2 separate regions of the Ovis aries genome follow, and region 1 is linked to region 2. A link is a contact called in public Hi-C data. All regions are on one chromosome and are shown on one strand. Each heading gives the region's core, a stretch centred on a gene start, on an enhancer-like site or on the middle of the called end of the contact. The rest is flanking DNA. Distances are from core to core; before and after follow the strand shown. Region 1 holds the start of MRPS10 (mitochondrial ribosomal protein S10). Region 2 holds the start of BYSL (bystin like).

Region 1 (2,700 bases), core at 138-2,637, 240 kb before region 2:
ACACAATGACTCCCACATTGCCCCCAGCTAATTGGTACAGGGCTGGCACCTGACCAAAAGTTATTAGGGCCACAGTCTGTTTGATGACACAGTTTAGCCCTGGAAAACAAGGGGGCCAAATCCAATTCCCACATTTTAGAGTATGAATGGAGAAACTTGGTGAGCCAAAGCGGCAAGCAGCAGTCATGTGCAAGGCGGAAATCTGAGGGAGCAGACACAATTTGTAAGCAAAGGCCATCCATAAAGAGACCATATTTGGCCAGAGGGGTGGAGAGGGCATCCAGTTCCCAAGGCTGTTTTGAGGCCACGTTTCCAGTTTCAGGAGTAGGAAAGGCCATCTCAGTCTTTAAAAATAAAAAATAAACTCCTTCCTTGCAGGAGCACAGGGAAGCAGGGACCTCTATGCCTCACATCCTAGAGACTTAAGTAGAACTGGACTTTGTCACAGAGTCAACTCCAGGGGTGCCGCAGCGGTGGGAAAGGCATTGAACTAGGATGTTGAAGCTGGTTATTGGTTCAGCTGTAACTAATTCACCACATGACTCTGAGTCATTTCATCTCTGAGCCTCAGTTTCCTCACTTATTAAATTCGGGTAAAATGTACGTCATCTTGTGAGGATCCAGTTAGGTAACATAGGGAAATGTTGTTTGCAGGCTGTAATGTCACCATCATCAGCTGCTGCAGAACCTTCACTCAGCTTGTTCAAGGCAGCAGAGGCAGGTTGAGGAGCCATCCCAGAAGAGAGACTGATGCTTTAGAAGCAGCAAGAGTTGGAGAGCTCTAGGAAAACTCCACTGGCTAAGAGGGACCAGCCAACTTTGAATGTCACAACTGAAAGAGGGAGCTTGATTCTGAAAAGGACACTGGGCAGCCTGCCAAGGCTATCGCTGTTACAACTCTCACCTCTAAGTTACAAACGCAGATTGTTTCTCCAGGGCAAGGTGAGTATCAGACCCCAAATCGTGGACCACCTGAATCCTAAACCAGAGACATTCTGACTCTCAAAACTATGACTCAAAAGACGATTAAACCTAGCCTCTTGGTTATTTTAAAAAACAAACAGACAAGAAAACCCTAACTCAAAGACAAACATGGAGTGGATCTGAGGCTTGGCTCATGCTCCCTTGCCTGGCGCTCTGCAATAAATCCTTACTCCCTGCAAACTCCCACTGTCAGTCTGGGTTTTTTTTGCGAGCCACAGGCACTTTGCTCCGTTATAATAGAAAAATCAACTATCAATCAACCATCAACTCAGAGATAACCACTGTCAATACATTAGTTATATTTGTTCCAAGCGTGTGGTTATGTTTACCTCCAACAAAACAGGAACTGCAAAGCACAAATGATTTCAAGAGGAAAGCGCTGACGGAAGTCGCTAACTACCTAGATACAAGCTGAAGCTATAAAAAGGCGGACGGGCCAGGTTAGGACCTGAAGGAAGCCGGCTGTGTTCACTCTAAGAGAGCGTGGAACCACGTCTCTATGGTTGTTCCTGTGCCGGAACACAAGGATACACTCTCTCCTTCTGCGGAACTCTATGGTCAGAGGACGCTTCTGTGACCCCGGAGGCAATCCGGGGGAGCAGGAACGGCAAGATGGCGGCGCGAGCTGTGTTTGGGGCCCTGGGCCGGCGTCTCTGGCAGGTAAGGAGCGCGCTACGCGGATTAGGCGGCCTAACAGGGACAGTTACCATTACGTCTGATTGCCACTTGTCATTCTTCCCATCTTCCGCGATATTTATTTCGCACCTTGACCCGCTGTTTGGAAGAAGGTGGCGAGAAAAGGGCTGATTTTATCTCTAATTCTCTCAGGATAAAACAGAAGTTAATGAGTCAGGGCAAAGACAGGAACGAGAAGAAGAGTAGACTATCAGAAGTGGAAAGGATATTGGACAACAAATGTTGCAGACCCCGCCTTTCACGTTTGCGAAATAGGCTCAGAGAAGTCGGGAAGCTACACCTCGCGAAAATTTGGTAGCTTGAGAGTTTAGACGCTTCTCACGGAATCAGATTGAGATACCTTCCTGATACCCAGGTTTCTGAGACTCAAATGACAGTCGCTGAAGTCAGAGGAGTGGGCTAAGTATCCTCTGCTGGGTTTTTTGGAGAAAAAGCAAAAAATTCAAGCAGCGGTTCTTATTTGGCTTCAGCGCTCCTCTACTCTTCAGGAGAATGGATACATTCTCTCCTAATGTATATAGCTGCGTCCCTTCAGTGTTACCTGAACTGTCACAACATTGTTAATCGGCTACACCCCATACAATAGAAAGTGTTTTCTTTTTTTAAATAGTTAAGGACTCCAAAGAGCTTTGAGTTTTGTGTTTTTTAAGCTATCGATTTTTTAGCTTATTAGAAAATACAACCTAGAATCTTAAAAATCCTTAATTAAAAATACTAAAACTCATTATATGTTAACATAATTAGCAATTTTATGAAAAGCAACTAGGTTTTCCAAAACAAATTGAGAGAGAGGAGTGGCATGTTTTATGTTTTTGCAAACCTCTTTAATGTCTGGCTTAGTAGAAAACAGCTTCTCTAGCTGCTTCTGCAGTCTCTTACTATGTCAGAGGTCATACAGTCTCTGGAAAACTTCACTGTACTTTGGTGCGAGACTAGAGTGGAAAAGTTGAAAATACCATCTTACTGTTATTATAAAAAATAAGTTTAGCCTCGGGAGCTGCCTCTCAAAGTGTCTCAGAA
Region 2 (2,844 bases), core at 104-2,603:
CTGGAGTGGGCTGTCATTGCCTTCTCCGTTTGTGAATGCTGCTCACAGACAAATGAAAGATGAGTGTTGAGAAATGGATTAAGCAACTTGGAGGTCAACACTCTCAGAGTAATAACGAGAAAAATGACCATCTTTTAAATAATCTCGCTCCCTTTCTAGTCCTGAAACAATATTGTTCTTTGTGCTCAGAGCACTCCCTACTTTTCAGTTCTCAGCACAACGGTCATGCAACCTGGGAAACCTGACTCCCAAGACTAATGCTATTGTCAGAGAAGCTATACTTTATCACGAGTGCATTATTCTAATTGCTTACTTAATTCTTTCTCTCGGGCTACACTGGAAGATCCTGACGTTAGGTATACCTTTACCCTGTTTACAGTTTTTTATCTAAACCATCTAAACTCCTAGCACGGCGGGATGTGCGTAGTAGACATTCCATGATTACTTACAAAACACGTAAATAAATGCCAGGAGAACTTAGCGGCGTGAGTAACCACTTCCTGCTGGCCTAACCTCGGTGATGCCTATAAGAGTGCCACTCTAAGGAATGGGCGTGGAGGGCTCCGGCAACCCTCAATCTGCCCCAGAGCTGGGTCTCCCAACCCCATTACCTTTGCCAAGGGCCTCAGTTTTTTGTTGTTGTTGTTTTTTAATTCCAAGTTATTCCCCTGCCAGACACCTTTCAGCCGTCCGCCCCAGCTACCCACCCTCCTCCTCGTACCCCATCCCCCCCACTCACCCAGCCGCGTGGTGCGCTCCCGCGGCACCGCGGGCCTGTCCCCGCTCCCATGCTCGGCCTCGAGCTCCTCTTGCTGCTGCCGCGCTTGCTGCAAAATCCGTCGGGTCAGCCGGGGCCCCACGTACTCTTCCTCCTCGTCTCCGGTTCCGCGACCCCGCCGTTTTTCTCGGGCTCCTGCCCGCACCGCGTCACCAGCCAGGATCTGCTCGGCCAGCGGCGCATGCTTCTCCTGACCCCCGGCCGAGCGGGCCGCCTTGAACTTGGGCATTTTTCTAGAAAACCAAGCCGTGAAGTTTCCCACGTGGGTATGGAGGAAAAAAAGGCCCCGAGTGCGCTTGCGCGGTAAACACCCAGCGCCCGAGAGCCCACCGGAGCTCACAGCGCCCCCTCGCGTCTGGAGGCCGGGTGTGCCAGAAGCCCCGTCCCACCCCCCCCCCCCCCCAAAAAGAGCTCACGGGTCCTGGAGCTGGGTCCTCCCGAATTTAACGTTGTCTTCTCTAAGTGGTTGTAGTCCGAGATACACTTTCCTAGTTTCATGGATCTGGGTCCAGGGTGCCCAGGCGAATGGGAATTCCCTGACCGGCGAACCAGGGGATCGGGGGCGGGGCGGAGTCGGGCAGTGACCTCACCGAAGGACCCAGACACGCCCTTCCTCGTGGGCGTGTCGACTGGACGCTGTGTTTTTACGTAAGTTCCGGAGCGCCTGCCTCCATTGGAGCTCGCTTTAGCGAGGTGGTTTCTCCTCTTGTGGGCTGCTGGAGCACAGCGCATTTCACTTGTTTGATCCTCCCATCTTCCTGGCACGACACCATGGGAGTGACTTGGTAGGACTTCAGAGGACTTTGTGGGGCGGGGTTTGGGGACTTGAAGGCCCCTGGAGCCTCGAATATACCCGGGAGGAGGATCCCGACCAGGGTCCACAGTCCCCCGGAAGATGAGCAAAATGTCCTCGGATTGTGTAAGTGAGGGGGCCACCGCGAGGGCTGCAGAATCTGCAGGCCCCTTTCCTCGGAGATTCGCCCCTTCTTCCTGGAAGGCGGCAGGAAAAAGGGTTTAAGAACCCGTTAATGATCGTGTACCTCCTTCCTTTTTTCTTGATACAATTTCTTGACCGTGAAGCCTGGGGTAGAACTTTAGGGTTGAAAGTAGTATGTCGGGACTCGGACCCGTCTGCAGGCAGGGCTTGGATGGGTAGGGGATAGGCAACAAGGAGATAGTATCTTTTTTAGGTTTTTGCCTGCCCCTCCTTACAGCCACTAAATGCAGTTAGATCAGCATGTGTCTGGTTCTAGTTTGGCCTTTGTAAGATCTTGAGTCTGGAGGGAAAAAAGGAGCTGTTGGGAATTAGGAGATAGGAATTACAGGCACATCACCTCTTCAGGGTCTGTTTCCTATTCTGTTTAATTACCTGGTTGGTTTAGTTTTTATGGACTTATTTTAACACGTTATAAGTCAGTGTGGCAGGGAAAGGTATGGGCTTAATTCTCTTCGAGTCATTTAGTTCCAAAATGCTAGATTTCAGAGCTTTAAAATATATATATCTTGAGCATCTCTCCCAGAGAGGGCTTAGAGGCCAGGTTATCTGAAGGCAATGGCTCTAGGCTTCTCATGTAAGAGCCTGTGGGAATTCCTGGTAGCCCAGGTCTTGCAGATTTGTCAGTGACTGCACATTTGCTTCCTGAAGCTGGCATCATGAGCCTCCTTCAAAGTCCTGTAGTGTAAGAAGGGTGCGAAGAATGGGAATGAAAAGTTTGCTAGGGTCTTTCATGACAGTCCAGTGGTTAACATTCCACGCTTCCACTGCAGGAGGCACCTTCTACTTCAAGGGGCATGGGTTCAATCCCTGATTGGGGAATTAGATCCTGTATGCCTTGTGGCGCAACCAAAAAAAAAAAAAAGCATGCTGCAAAGAGGCGTGAAACCCTGGAAGTACCTGTTCTCTCAGGGCAGAAGGCAAGCAGGGAAAGGGCTCTCTCTTGGGATGCTTCGCAACTTTTTCAGGCTTCTAGGACTTCTGACCCCAGTAGCATCACCTTAGGGATTCTCTTATATTTCAAAATGAGGCACATCATCATCATTACTTGTTAGTACTTTTTCTGATGGAG

What was found. Hi-C and Micro-C count contacts between places; a contact is called where the count stands out from the background.
Region 1: a Hi-C map of hypothalamus shows a contact between it and region 2, with 8 times the contacts expected there. The contact joins the promoter of MRPS10 here to the promoter of BYSL in region 2. A contact is called at or near these places in 3 of 16 Hi-C or Micro-C datasets (hypothalamus, liver and mixed tissues).

The regions. Positions count from the first base shown.
Region 1 is chr20:15,965,952-15,968,651 of ARS-UI_Ramb_v3.0, reverse strand. MRPS10 (mitochondrial ribosomal protein S10) reads left to right here and starts at 1,387. Exons shown (of 7, transcript XM_060403635.1): 1 at 1,387-1,644. The coding sequence starts at 1,539.
Region 2 is chr20:15,720,995-15,723,838 of ARS-UI_Ramb_v3.0, reverse strand. It overlaps BYSL (bystin like), which reads right to left and starts at 1,353. Exons shown (of 8, transcript XM_027958998.3): 1 at 1,195-1,353; 2 at 740-1,011. The coding sequence starts at 1,007. MED20 (mediator complex subunit 20) reads left to right here and starts at 1,451. Exons shown (of 5, transcript XM_042237281.2): 1 at 1,451-1,563. The coding sequence starts at 1,550.